Regions from separate parts of the Mus musculus genome. Here regions 1 and 2 are each linked to region 3. The links are chromatin contacts, called in public promoter capture Hi-C maps. All regions are on one chromosome and are shown on one strand. The core of a region is the stretch at or near the end of the contact, and the rest is flanking DNA. Distances in the headings are between cores, read along the strand shown. Region 1 holds the start of Batf2 (basic leucine zipper transcription factor, ATF-like 2). Region 2 holds the start of Pola2 (polymerase (DNA directed), alpha 2). Region 3 holds the start of Mrpl11 (mitochondrial ribosomal protein L11).

The links. Promoter capture Hi-C pulls out the DNA fragments that hold promoters and counts their contacts.
Region 1: a promoter capture Hi-C map of liver shows a contact between it and region 3, with 6 times the contacts expected there. A contact is called at or near these places in 2 of 39 promoter capture datasets (both in liver).
Region 2: a contact with region 3 is called in a promoter capture Hi-C map of pre-B cells, with 2.6 times the contacts expected there. A contact is called at or near these places in 2 of 39 promoter capture datasets (liver and pre-B cells) and 1 of 484 Hi-C or Micro-C datasets (CD4 T cells).

What each region holds. Positions count from the first base shown.
Region 1 is chr19:6,161,948-6,166,391 of GRCm38.p6, forward strand. It overlaps Batf2 (basic leucine zipper transcription factor, ATF-like 2), which reads left to right and starts at 2,492. Exons shown (of 3, transcript NM_028967.2): 1 at 2,492-2,606. The coding sequence starts at 2,568.
Region 2 is chr19:5,962,533-5,967,694 of GRCm38.p6, forward strand. It overlaps Pola2 (polymerase (DNA directed), alpha 2), which reads right to left and starts at 1,674. Exons shown (of 18, transcript NM_008893.3): 1 at 1,294-1,674. The coding sequence starts at 1,372.
Region 3 is chr19:4,958,706-4,963,632 of GRCm38.p6, forward strand. Mrpl11 (mitochondrial ribosomal protein L11) reads left to right here and starts at 3,601. Exons shown (of 5, transcript NM_025553.4): 1 at 3,601-3,810; 2 at 4,174-4,269; 3 at 4,621-4,714; 4 at 4,801-4,927. The coding sequence starts at 3,688.

The sequences.
Region 1 (4,444 bases), core at 1,242-3,741, 1.2 Mb after region 3:
TTAAGGCCAGCCTGATGCACATAGAGTCCTAAGCCAGCCAGGGCTACCTAGTGAGACCCTGACCTAGATAACAAGAACACAAAGCTCTGCCAAACGATAGAACTTGGTGCTACACACCTGGAATCTCAGTGCTCTGGAGGCTAAGTCCAAAGCATCTCTGAAAGTTTAAGGCTAGCCTGGGCTACACAATGAGACCCTGGCAACCCTTAACAAGAGCTCAACCTGCTGTTGTCTTGCTTTGGGGCTTTTCTGCCTCTAGAGCTATGGGGAATAAGCACTGTGTAAGCCATCCAGGCTATTGTGTTGGTGTGAGGTGATGAGGTCCCTGGCTGAGCGAGGGGTCAGGGCGTGTAGTCTCACTGGTCTGGAAGTCCATCCACCTCTCAGGGAAGCTTGCAGGGCCATTTAAGGTTAAACATTACCCTGTACCCATCCCCGCCCGCCACTCCCTCTCCCTTCTGAAGATCAAGCCATAAACACCCCCCTTTCCTCTTCCTCTGGAGATGTGGTCTCCCAGGAGGAGGCGCCCCTGTAGACTGTCCAGTTCTCCTGGAAGCCCCTGGTCTAGGAAGTCAAGGAGTCTAGTTAGAACTGCAGGCTGAAGCAGGGACACTGGGCCCTAGTCTTCTCAATAGGTGTTTTTTGGGGTGACGTCATACCCAAGCTTCCTCCAGATTGTTCCCCTGTGGAGTTCACAGACAGGCTTAATGAGCCCCTCAGGTGCTGCATCCAGCCAGCGCCCTACCCTACCCGATGTCTGGGAGACAAAAATAATTCCAAGAAATGGGTAGCCTAGGTCAACCCATTTCAGCCCCTGCCCCCAGGGCTCTCAGAAGCAAGGTGATAGGGTCCTGCTGGCACGTCCAATCTCATCGACCCAACAGTTTCAATTATGAATATGTCAGCGATCCTAGAATCCAGATCCACTGCAAGTCTCAAAGAGAAGATGCACCAGGCTGGGCAGTGCTTTCTAATAGGGAAGGGCTCTCTTCATCCTGTTCCTCCCCTTCAAACAGCTCTGTGGACTAGGAATGACTTTATCATCCACAGCAAAGGGATCACACACAGAAGGTATGGATGATAAATTTGGTGGGCAGAGCACCAGGGCTCATCTCTTAAGGCTCAAGCTGGCTTCAGGACCAGTTCTAGAGATGGCAAAAGATTCCTGTGTTGCATAACTCTGGTCATTACAGACATCACGACATGGCAGACACTACTAATCAATTGCAGTCTTTTTATTTTTATTTACTTTACTTATTTATTAAGAGACACCGTCTCTTCTAACCCAGGCTAGACCCCAATTCTGTGTAGCCATAAACTGCCTTGTCCTTCTGGTCCTCTTGCCTCCATTTCCCAAGGATTATAGGCATCTGCCACTGTGCCCAGATTTAGCACTTTTTGTTTTTTAAATATAAACTTGGACATAAAGATTCCTTTAAAAGTTTTATTTTGTGGGCTTGAGAGATGACTCAGCGATTAAGAGCACTGGCTATTCTTCCAGAAGATCCAGGTTCAGTTTCTAGCGCCTACATTTTTGCTTATAAATATCTGAAACTCTAGTTCCAGGGGCTCCAGTGCCCTCTTTTGGCCTCTGAGGACACGGGGCATATATGTAGGGCAGAGACATACATGCAAGCAAAACACTGGTATGCATAAATTAAATTTAAAAAGTTTAAATTCTTCATCATCAGTGGGACAGGGTCTCATCATTTAGCCCTGGTTGTCCTGTAACTTACTCTGTAGACCAGGCTGGCCTTTAACTCAGATACCTGCTGGGCTCTGCCTCTGAGTCCTGAGATTTGGAGGTTCGTGCAGTCACGAGCACTATCACGCCAGCTCTGATTGTTGATTTTTTGCATGAGTCCAACATCGGTCTCAGAGAGTTTGGAGTGGTCGTGTTGTCACAGTTCTTTTGTTATGCCTGGGAACTTTTATATTTTGAGAATTTTTAGTTCTTACTATGTAGCCCAGGTTGGCTTCAAACTCATGAATGATTCTCCTGCCTCTGCTTCTCCAGTGCAAGTACCACACCAGGCACACCCAGCCGCAGGCCTGGAAATTTGCTCCACCCTACCCATACCCTTCATAGATAAGGAAACCAAAGTTCAGAGAAGGTGAATCACCTTCTCAAAGCTGCACAGCTCCAGTGTGGACTGTGAACCTGGACTTTCTCAGAGACTATGGGGGCTCCTTCACGCACCCCACCCCAACCCCGCTTTTCCTCTAGGTTCTGTCCCTGGCATCCTGCCAGCCCTCTCCAGGATACGGTCTTGTTAACTGCTCCCATCTACCCTCCACCATCCTTCTTCTAGAGAAGGGGCCTAACCGGAAGGCTGCTCTTGTTAGGAAGTTCCACCCACGTGAGTGAGCGTGAGCGAGCAAGAGCCAGGGATTCTGGGCAGCCCATGGTTTTAGGAGAAACTGAAACTGGGTGTGCTAGGGGCGGAGTGGCCACTGGGGATTTAAAGAGCCACCACTTCCTTGGGCCTCCATAGGTCACTGGGAGGGGACAGCTGCTGAGGGGACATCCAGGACCAGACTGAACCTCTTTTCCCCTTGCCTAAGCCATGCAACTCTGTGGGAGTAGCGAGCTGCTGACTGAGACAGTGAGTACAGGGGACTAGGAAAGAAACGCTATGGAGAGAGACAAGGAAGGCTGCAGTAAGGTCACCATGATCTGTGTGACCTGGGAACTGGGCTGCACACTCCCATCTCACGGTTTAGTTCCTCCTGGGCACTGGAATGACTTCCTGGCGCTCACACTGCAGACCAGTCTCCAGCTTTGAACTTGGACCCTGCATGCGTGCGTACTGCTTCCTCGCAATCCATTTGCTCTCACCTTGCAGCGTTTCCCAGATCCTTCCCTTCTCTCTCTAGTCTCCCAAATCACAGCTGCCTTCTTTCCTCGCTGACTCTGTCTTTCTCCAGCCTCTATTCTGGTCTGAAGTTTGCCCTGAGGAGGATATAGCCACAATCCAAGGGACATGCAGAGTCCTCAGCCAGAGTGGCTGGAGTCTTGCCTGAGGTGGAGTGACAGAGACAGGGTCCCGCTCTAGGCATTTGACTTCAAGTTCCATTTAAGTTTTGTGGTCCCCGGGGTTGGAGGGCTCAGAGCTCTCAGGAGCAGTCCTCTCTGCCCAATGGAATCTCCATCAGTTCTAGGCAGCCGCCCCACTGCCCTGTGAGTGAGCATGGAGTCTTGTAGATCTCTTCTGTGCCAGGTAGGTGACATTCCTGCTTTGAGGAAAGATCTCGTGTATCCCAGGCTGGCTTCAAACTCACTATGTAGCCAAGTCTGGCCTGAACTAATCCTTCCATTACATCTTGCCATTTTGCCTAATTTTATTTGTTTGTTTTGTCTCCTCTTCCTACTCCTCCTTTTTCTTCTTCTTTTTCCCACTTCTGTGCCCTTCTAGTTTTGTGCCTGGTGCATAGTAGATGTTTAATAAATGTTTGTTGAAGGGATGGGGAGATAGCATAGTCAGTGAAGTACTTGTCTCGGAAGCCTAAAGACCTGAGCTTGGTCCCTAGCATCCATAAAGCACCTGGTTAGGTGGCAAGCACCTGTAAGCCCAGCCCTGGGAGAGGGGCGCTTGCTGACCAGGCAGCCCAGTCTTACTGGTGAGTCCCAGACCAGTGAGAGACTATATCTCACAAACAAACAACAAACAAACAAACAAACTAGGTGGGGGCCAGTTAGGAATGCTCACTGCTCTTGGAGAGGACCCGAGATTGGTTCCCAACACCTTCACGGGGCAGCTCACAACCAAATCACCTGTAACTCCAGCTCCAGGGGACTTAACACCTGCTTCTGGTTTCCAAGGGTACAGACACTCACATGCATACACAGGTCACCACATATACACACAACTTAAATTAAAAGAAGGCAGATGGCTTCTGAACATGAATGATACTTAAGGCTGTCCTCCTACAGTGTACACACACACACACACACACACACACACACACACACACACACAGAGGAAATTAAATGTTGTTTCAGTAAGTGAGTGCCAGCCCCTTTAGACTGAGTTGAGGACAGGCACATGGGATCATATCAGACCCTGACCCTGCTGCCTTTGTGGGGTTGTGGGCTGGAAGATCATAGGAATGGCAGCTCACTCTGGGGTGTCTACTCTCACCTTCTTTCCTTCACTGTCTGTGGACAGTTGGGAAAATACCATGTGCCTCTGTTCTACCATTGAGATTATTGCACTCAGAAGAAGCCAATGCTGACTTTTGAGAATGTGTGTTTGAGGTTGCTATGGTCTGGGTTCAAATCCCACCCTCCCTACTTATTAAGTAAGCTGTAAGCTAGACACGGGGTAGGGCTGGCGTTACTGTAAGGAGTGCAGTGTCTTCAGGAGGACTGTTAGTGCCATGGGAGGGAGGAGACAGACTTTGGGAGAACAGGACTTCTTGAGACTAGGCTTGAGAAAGACAA
Region 2 (5,162 bases), core at 424-2,923, 1.0 Mb after region 3:
ATGGACAACCCTTCTGGAGAGGCCTGTTGTAATCAGGAAGGGGAGAACTCAGGAGTGGGGTCAACAAAGCACTTTAGGCAAAAGACACACCCCTCCCAGTTGGTGACACCTGCTTTCAGGTGCAATCTGAGACCTCATCTCAACAGAAACAACAACAACAACAACAAAGAAAAGCAGAAAACACACCTGTTAGCTTTATAGGGACAATTTTTTTTTCTAGTAACACCTAAACTTGATTTTATATGCATGAGTATTTAGCTTGCATTGAAGTGTACAACATGCATGCAGTGCCTGAGGTGGCCAGAAAGGGGCACAGGATCCTCTGGAATGGGAGTTGCAGATCCCTTGGGTGCAGGGAAGTGAATGTCGGTCCTCTGGAAGAGCAGTCAGTGCCCTTAACCACACAGCCATCTCTCCAGCCCCAGGGCACAGAATCTTCAAAAGATTTCAAGTTCTTTTAAAAAAATGTATATATTATTACTTTATGTGCATTAATGTTCTGCCTGCATGTATGTCTGTGTGAAGGTGTCAGATATTGGAGTTATAGCAAGCAAAGCAGACAGGATGGCACTAATTCAGCTCTTAGCCTTGAATTCTCTATGATCCTCCAGGCCTCAGCCTCCCACGTGCTGGGGTAACAGGCAAGCCCACTTATACTACGGTTTTATTTCCTACAGTAAGAATTTCAAGGGGTACACACACTGCTATTCTGACACTGATGCACACATCTTCCAGGAGAGATGTGTGATTTAAATCTTTACCACTGGTCTCTGTGGAGCAATAGGATGAGGCACTGTACTCCAGAGCAAAAGTCAGGGGTCGGCACACAATCAGGCAACTAAGTCTCCTTGCCCATGTCCCTCCATCTATAAAGAGAGGGAGCCAATAAGCACCTTGAAGTTTCTTCCAAAGCTAAAATAAAGGACTAGGATCCACCTAGAGGAATTCCTATTTGCACAGATCACTAAAAACTCTGATGAGCAGGGCATGGTGGTGTACATCGTTAACCCCAGCACTCGGGAAGCAGAGGCAGGCGATCTCCGTGAGTTCAAGGCCAGCACAGTAATCTACATAATGAGTTCTGGGGTTACCCAGAAAGACTCTGTCTTTAAAAACCAAACAAACAAAAAAACCTCTAATGAGAAAAGTCATTGAGCAAGAGATGACTAGGTATGAGATGCAAACGGTTCCAATGTCTCCTATTGGTAATGTCACCTGTTGTTTAGTCGGGACCCAATAGGTACCACACAAGCATATAGAACTTGGAAGCGATCCTCTCGGTTCGGGACTCACGTTTCTCCAACAGGGAGTCCTCGTAGTCCAGGCCGAAGATCTGTAGTTCCTCCGCCAGCTGCTGGGTGGACACGGCCATGGTGACCCGGGAGTGGCCGGGCGCCTGCCGCCGGGCCCCGACCTCAGCTCTACCCTGCAGACGCTTATCCTTTCGCTTTACCGGAAGGTGACAGGGACGTGTCACGAGACCACCTGGCCTAAGCCCTCAAACGACCCCAGCCACCAGGTCACAGAGAAATACTTCAAAAGCCCTCGAGAGGTCTCGATCCAGAGAGAAAACTTGCTTCCGAGGACTACACCTTAGCTTCTCCGTGAGGAGCACAGCACAGGAAAAACCCGCCAAACGCTTTGCCTAGCGCGCGCTTGCGCGAGGTTCTGCTCGGGCCCCGCCCTCCCCGCGCACGCGCCGGTCCTCCCACTGCAGCTGCGCAGAACGCGCCTCTGCGCGTCACTCCGCGCGGAAATTGAGAATCGAGACCCCGTACTGTGGCTGTTTCAGGAGTCGCCTGTTCTGCTAAGCTCTGCGATGCTTGTTTGTCCCTTTTTTTTTACCCTTGGCCAGGAGGCGCTGTTTGTCTGTATCTTGCAGTGACTGACACGTGTGTCCAGCACGGCCCTGGAAGGGCACGTTAGCTCCTTCCTCCCCCACCTCAGCATCTCCATCCTGCTCTGCCTTGGTTCGTCCTGATCTAACGCTTTCGTAGGGAATGTGGTTATTATAGCTGTTATGATTGTCAGTCACGGGGATAGCGGGAGGGCAGGTCACTGAAGGGGGAGTGGTTAGAGAGTAAAACAAGGAGTGCATTCTCTTCTTGATGTATTTACCAAATTTTCGAACCAAAATCTCCATTGATTTGGCTTAGGTCAATTGATCTGTGACACCCTAAGAATGGAATGGAAGACTGGCAGAGCCTTTAAGAAAAAACGGTTTGAAGCTAGGCCTGGTAGCACACACCTGTAATCTCAGCACTTGGAGGCTGAGGCAGGTCTCTGCAAGTTCCAGCCAAGGCTATACAGAGAGACCCTAACAAGCAAGCAAGAAACACCAAACAGGACTGCAGAGATGGTTTAGCAGTTACGCTTACTGATCTCACAAAGGACTTGGGTTTGGTTCCAGCACTAGTGTGGTGGCTCACAGCTGCCTCTAACTCCAGTTTCAGGGGACCTGAGACCTCCTGACCTCCACAGGCTCCTACAATCACATGGTGCACATACATACACTCAGGTACTCACAAACACCCATTTAAAACCATGCCGCTAGCCCCAGCACTAAGGAAGCAGAAGCAGGAAGATTACTGAGTTTAAGGCCAGCCTGGTCTACAGAATGGCACCCAGAACAGCAGGGCCACACTGAGAAACCCTGTCTCAAAACAAAAACAAAGTGTGTCTGTGTGTTTAAAGGCTGATTGAACTTCAACTTTCTCAGTGAACATCGTGGCTCAAAGCTTCAATCTCAATATTTGGGAGGCTGAGGTGAGATATTAACACGAGACTGCAGCCGACTAGGCCCACATTTTAAGTCTGTCCAACAGAAAAACAAAACAAAACAAAACTTTACTGGGTTTTCACACTAGTAGCAGGAAGCACTGGGCTGGGCTGCAGGAATTTAGCCACCAGGTGGCAGCAAGGTCACACAACACTACGATTTAGTCCCTCAGTGCTGCCACACATCATTAACATCTGAGGCTTATGGCCTTTCTGATAAAGAGAGGTAAGATTTAAATACAGCCTCACAAACCTTGAACCAATTATCACCCATTTCTAGAGATTAGGGGTGTAGCACACCTGGCAGAGTGCTTGCCTGGCGTATCTAAACCTTGGGTGTGACCCTCAGAATCTGATGGCCATTGGCACATTTGTAATCCCAGTACTTGGGAATGAAGGACCAGAAGTTACCCTTAGCTACATCAGAAGTTCAAGGCCAGCCTGCTACAGGAGACCCTGCCTCAAATGAATGCATAAATAAAGCAAAGCCATCTTTCTTTCTTTCTTTCTTTCTTTCTTTCTTTCTTTCTTTCTAGATTTCTTTATTATTATGTCTAAGTGCACTGTAGCTTTCTTCAGACACCCAGAAAATGCTGTCAGATCTCATTACAAGATGGTTGTGAGCCACCATGTGGTTGCTGGGATTTGAACTCTGGACCTTTGGAAGAATAGTCAGTGCTCTTAACCACTGAGCCACCTCTCCAGCCCCCAAAGTAATCTTTTGACTATTTTATTATTTTGTGCGTATGAATGTTTTGACTTCAGGTATGTCTGATGCTGAGGAGGCCAGAAGAGGGCATCAGATTTCCTGGAACTGGACTTAGAGATTAAATTGTTAGCCACCATGTGGGTTCTAGAAATTGAACCCAGATCCTTTGCAAAAGCAGTAAGTCTCTTAAATGTCAAACATCTCTGTAGCCCCCGCCCCAAAGTATTGTTGTTGCTGAGATTAAAGTTGAGCAACACCACACACATCCCATCCAGCCAAAGTAGTCTTTCTCTCTTTCTTTCTTTTTTCTTCTTTTGGTTTTTTTCAAGACAGGGTTTCTCTGTGTAGCTCTGGCTGTCCTGGAACTCACTCTGTAGACCAGGCTGGTTTCAAACTCAGAAATCCACCTGCCTCTGGCTCCCAAGAGCTGGAATTAAAGGTGTGCGCCACCACTGCCTGGCAGTAGTGTTTCTTAAGGTAACCCTTAGAGGCCAGGCAGAAACCAAAATAAGACAAAGGAAGAAAAGAATGAAGGGAAGCAGAGAGGGAGGGAGGGAGGGAGGGAGGGAGGAAGGAAAGCCACAGTTTATGGAGCTGCCTACGAGGCACTGTGGCCTGTGGCCAGAGGTAGGGAGTGATGGTAACTCTGAAGGAGTGGGACAGCAACCGAGGTCACCAAGCCTGTGCTCAGTTGGGTGTCTCCCAGTCATCTTTCCTCCCTGGGTGTGCACTCTACTGCTGAGCCACATCCCCAGCCTTTGCGTGCTCAGGCCCTGTTGAAGCCACTGTGACCCTGTCAGCTCCAACCCCTTCTAGTGGGCTCCTCTCACATTCCTCCTTTCAAGCCTGGATGTGTCCCATGGCGCCGAGTGCCCCTCCCAGTACTCTCCTGGAATGTTCCTCACTCCTGAAGCTGACTCTTCCTATCTCATCTCTGTAGCATTTTGCTGTGTCATCCTGCACGGCCTCCGGGGCCTCTTCTTCACCCTCATCCCTGTTGGGATTGCACGCAGCTCACGTTTGGACTGGTATATTCCCATCAGAACACTCCCTGCTCTGACCTGGTGCCTGGCTCCTGGCAGGCTCTCAAAAGATGCAAATCTATGGAGGAAGCTTAGGGTCAGGGGAACTGGCTTAGGATCTCCTAGGCAGTGGAGAGCCTCCCCAGACTGGCACAGGTTCCTACCCACTGTACTCACATTGGGTTTGAGCCCTTTGTGACCTTGGACAGGTCATCGGACCCTTGCACTTCATGAAACTGATGGTGGGGGCTGCTGGCAGACCCCAGAGTGTACACAAAAAACAAAATGAACCAAGGAGAAAAAGATAAAGCCATAAGATCCCTCTGCATATGTAGCAGAGGATGGCCTTATCTGGCATCAATAGGAGGGAGGCCCTTGGTCCTCTATGCCTCTGTGTAGGGGGATGCTAGGGTGGTGAGGCTGAAGTGGGTAGATGGGTGGGAAAGCACCCTCATAGAGGCAAAGGGGAGGGGGTATGGGATTCGGGATTTGCAGAGGAAAAACCAGGAAGGGGGACAACATTTGAAATGTAAATAAAATAACCAATAATAATAATAAAGATCCCCTGTGACACCCTCTCCTGAGTTCTCCGGGAGTATATACTAGGAGAACAATAACAAGAGGACGTGAGACACCTCAACAGTGTCTGCGCT
Region 3 (4,927 bases), core at 2,351-4,850:
GGCATGCAGTCCTTGGAACAAGTTAGCTGGTTAGACTAAATGGACCAGCAACCTTTGGGTACAGGGGAGAGATGTTGCCTCAAAAGGTGACCTCCACATTCACACAAGCACCTGCACACATATGTGCATCCACACACATATGGACATGCACATATATATTTATACCACCATATGCAGCATGAAATATTAAAAATCAATCCACACTATCACCGGCAAGGCACCAGTCTGTTCTCATCGTCTGGAGACTCTCTGTCCCGGAACTCTGAAATCTCTCCACCGAGTTGGCTAGGCTCCCATGGTGGATCCTTGCCATGCCAACCCCACACTTCAAATTCCCAAAGCTGGCTGGGGTGCCCTGCCACTGTACCTTTTCTATGGAACTCAGTTGAGTCACCGCATGAAGGAAAACACCACACAATTTTAGTTTAGAATCAAAAAGCAACAAGATCACTGGGTGCAACATCTAGTATCCTAATGTGTAAGCCATTCTAAGTTAAATCCTCTGGTAGTGGACTCCAACAGATCCGACACCTAAACCGGGTGTGTGTGTGTGTGTGTGTGTGTGTGTGTGTGTGTCTGCTACCTACATCTTGACTCCATCATCCTTCCCATCCAAAAAGCAGTATCTTTCATCCACACACATATGGATATACATACATATATATATATATATATATATATATATATATATATATATATATATATATATATATATATTATCACCATACACATACATATGTCAAAAAAAAGGAAAGGAAGGGGGACAGAAAGAAAAGGGGAAACAGTTCAACCTGCCATGCAGTAGGAAAACTTAAATCAGATCTCCAGCACCCATGTTAAAACCTGGGACCAATGTAAAAATCACTGGACACAGCAGTTTACGTCTGTAACCCCAGTACTGGGTGTCCAGCAGGGACAGAGAGATCCTTCAATTGTCCTGCCACATGAGTTAAATTGATGAGTTCCAAGTTCATGAAAGATCCTGTCTCTAAGATAAGATGGAGCATGATCAAGGAAGATATCCAGTGTCAGCTTGTAGCCCCCACACTAACAAGCACGTGAGCACCTGCACAATTACATGCACACTGGTAAATAAACTCATTTCCCACACACCACAGGGAGTGGAGGAAGAGGGAAAAATTGACTGGTAGAATTTTTCAGTGGTACAAGTGCTCATAAGTCCCCCACACTCCTGCAAGTAACTCCAAGAAACTCATTAATTCTCAAGCTAGACTTGCCATAATTTTTTTTAATGTGGTGATTCCCTCTCCATATGAGGAAAATAGACATTTCTTTTATGCCTCATTAGAAAAGTCACTGGTATCATACCAGTTGCCAGCCTGGTCTACAAAGTCAGTTTCTAGGAAAGCCAGGGCTACACAGAGAAACCCTGTGTCAAAAGAAGAAGAGGAGGAGAGTAGGAGAAGGGGGGGGAAGAAGAGGATGAGGAGAGGAGAGGATGTGGAAGAAGAGAAGAAGGAAGAGGATGGTGATGAAGAAGATGAGGAGGAGGAGAAGGGAGAGGAAGATGAGGAGGAAGAAAGAGGAGAGGAGGAGGGGGGAAGAAGAAGGAGGAGAAGGGGAAGGGGAAGGAAAAGAAGAAGAAGAAAGTCATTCAATATGGGGTCTACCTTCTTTCTTTCACAGAGATCCTCTGATGGGATGGATTCTCTATTTTGGTATAGCACCACAGAGAGCCCCAGCATGTCAGTTGTCCTTGCCCCAGCTTACAGAGTTATGCAGGGAGGATGCAAGGGACGTTTCAGGAGCTTGAAGCTGCTGAGACCCCTTTCTACCAAGCAGTTAGCTCCTGTGGCAGGGGTGTCTCTTAGGGCGACATACTGCTCCCACCACCACCACAGCACTGGCTCAGGGATTTCACTGGGCACAGAAGATGGAGATAAAAATGAGGCCTTTAGATCCTTACACAAAGGACCTGACTTTCTTTGCCAGCAGGTTGTAGGGAAGTTCAAGTCTACAAACATTTTCAAAAACAGTGGTGGGATGGGGTTAGGAGATGGTTCAGTGATTAAAGTGTTTCCTGAAAAAGAGTCAGGGCCAGAGGCTGGGTCTTAAGAAACCCAGGTAAATGCCATCTGGGCATGGTGACATCCCTGTAGTTCCAGGCCAGCATAAGAACTCCAGAGCAAGCTGGTTAACAAGATGAACCACTGGCAAGCTCTTAGTTTGAGTAAGAGACCCCACCTCAGAAGGGCAATGGAAGAGGATCTTAACATCAGCCTCGGCCCTTCTCGTGTGTGTACACATGTGCAAATCCACACACACATTCACCCACACACACGCAAAAACGTACATTGCACACACAAGGAAATGGTAGAGGAAAGAAAAAAATGGAGGTTTGTGAGAGGCGGTTTAGAGGAAGATGATAGAATTTGAAGTGGTATGCTACATAATAGGCTGCCTGGTTGTCTGGAGAGGAATTATTTTTTAAAAAGGAAAAGAAAAGGAAAAAAAAAAGAAAAAAGAAACTGGAGAATTCCCCTCGAATCTGAAGGATCGCAAACAGTGAGTTAGTGGATAGTTCCTTCGAAGTAGTCTCAGTCTGGAGACTGGATCAGAGAACTTTATATCCTGAACTGTTGGAGAAAATAATGGAGCATTCAACCTACAGTTATTGGAGCTTTGCAGCCACGTGTGGTCAGGAAGAGTCTGTGAGTCAAAGAGTCCTACCAAGGCCATTGCTACTACCCTAAAGTGCCTAGATACACAAGATTGCTCTAGGGAGGGATAATAAAGGCTTCAAACACCACCTGGCTCAAATACCATTCCCTAAAACGCAAGTAATAATCAGGAATCCTGGACAGAATAGAGCGGGATGCGGAGTTCTGAGACACAAAAAGTCATCTTCCAATGAAAAAATGAAAGACGGGGAAGCAATAAAGTATGCCTAATAAGCTAGTGGAAAATCAGGTTTGACTGGGATGAGAATTCACAAACTTAGCATTTCAAAAGCGCGGGGAAGAGCTTTTCCCTTTGTATAAATAGCGGTAAATGCCTTCTTGGTTCAACGTGTGTTACTGAGCTGTCACAACAATTCTGAAAGGTACCTATAATATTCGCGGTGTCAAAGATTTTCATAGGTAACAGAAACAGTAGCCTAATCCTAGCTCTAACTCTTTGTCTAGCTATGAATCAGGTTCATAGCCAGCAAGAGCAGCAGTCTGCCATTTCATTTCCCGTCTATAATCATATTGCCTTCCATGAAAAACCACATGAGGAAACAAAAGACTCAAGGGATTTTGCATAACTTGCTCCATATCAAACGCTAAGATATCACTGTGTCCAGCAGATGGCAACCCAGAACACGGCCAACAGCAGGCGCAGGATAAGGCGCTGAACTACATACCCACAATGCTGTGCGGAGACTCAAAGTCCCGAACTCCTGTTTGGCTGTCTAAGGTGATGCCTGTGCGCACCGCTGAGGGATTGTGTGTACTGAAACCATATAGGTTCTCGTCCTGCCTTCAGAGCGCAAAGTTCAATTAATTCTTAAATTCCGTAATTGGTCTTTAGTTGGAGAGCTGTATGCCTGAAACAAGACTGCTCTTTTTTGGTCTCATTTACCCTAGCCGAACACGAGGGCCCTTCACCTCTGACCCAAAATGGCCGCGCCCAGAGCGTAGTTCTTTGCTTCTCCGAGGCGAGCTAAGATTAAAATCCTACATCATGTCCAAGCTAAGCCGGGCCACTCGGACCCTCAAGAAGCCCGAGGCCGGCGGCGTGATCCGGTCCATCGTGCGAGCAGGCCAAGCTATTCCTGGGCCTCCACTAGGTCCCATCTTGGGTCAGGTGCGGTGTGCGGAACCCGGCCTGGGAGACGTGGGAGAGTGCGCTGGAGCCGGGGAAGTCTCCTTTATAAACGTTGTCTCCACTATTCACACCTTCAGGCCTTATGTCCTTGTATTACTTACGGAGCCTCTTTTGACCTCAGCACCTCTGACCCCCAAGTTGGCTAGTTGCTGATTAAGTGGTACCTTGTGGACGAATTGCCTGGCACCCAAAGCTATAGAACCAGAGTAGAAGAAATATAACAACACACACCCATACCCCCGCCCCCCCCCCCCACACACACAAAGATGAAAGGACAGGGGCTCCTGGTTGGTAGAAAGCCTTCAGCTCCCATACTTAACTTTGTGTATGCGTTCCTTATAGCGAGGTGTCTCTATCAACCAGTTCTGCAAAGAGTTCAACGAGAAGACAAAGGACATCAAAGAAGGCATTCCCCTGCCTACAAAAATTTTTATAAAGGTAGAGAGACCCATTCTCCCATATATTTCCTTGGCCCTTGAAACTAGTCACTCTGGTTGCTTCTCTGACTCTTAACTTGGTTGCTACCTTCCACTTATCATTTAAACAGAAGCCTAGACCATAATTTCTCTGAACTGGCTTGATCCTGCCATATTGTGGTTCTTACCTCTCATCTCACTGGGGCTTCCAGAGGAGATTTGGGCTAGGAATAAAAATGGCAGGGATGTGTGCTGTAGATTTGTTTTTCTGTCTTTTGTGGTGTGCAAGTTGGTGGGAGAAGGAAAGGGACATTAGAAATGTCTTGGACTGGATAGAAAACCAAGAAATTCTCATGTATCTTTGTCTGTTAAGCCCGACAGGACATTTGAGCTCAAGATTGGGCAGCCCACTGTTTCTTACTTTTTGAAGGCAGCTGCTGGGATCGAGAAGGGGGCCCGGCATACAGGTAAGGACTAGAGTGGGCACCTGAGAGTCTGATGTATCCAGAGAAATGTAGTGGCACTTGAAGAATTCTTTGCTCCTTCTTCCCAGGGAAAGAGGTGGCAGGCCTGGTGAGTTTGAAGCACGTATATGAGATTGCCTGTGTCAAAGCTAAGGATGATGCTTTTGCCATGCAAGATGTGCCCCTGTCTTCTGTGGTCCGTTCCATCATTGGCTC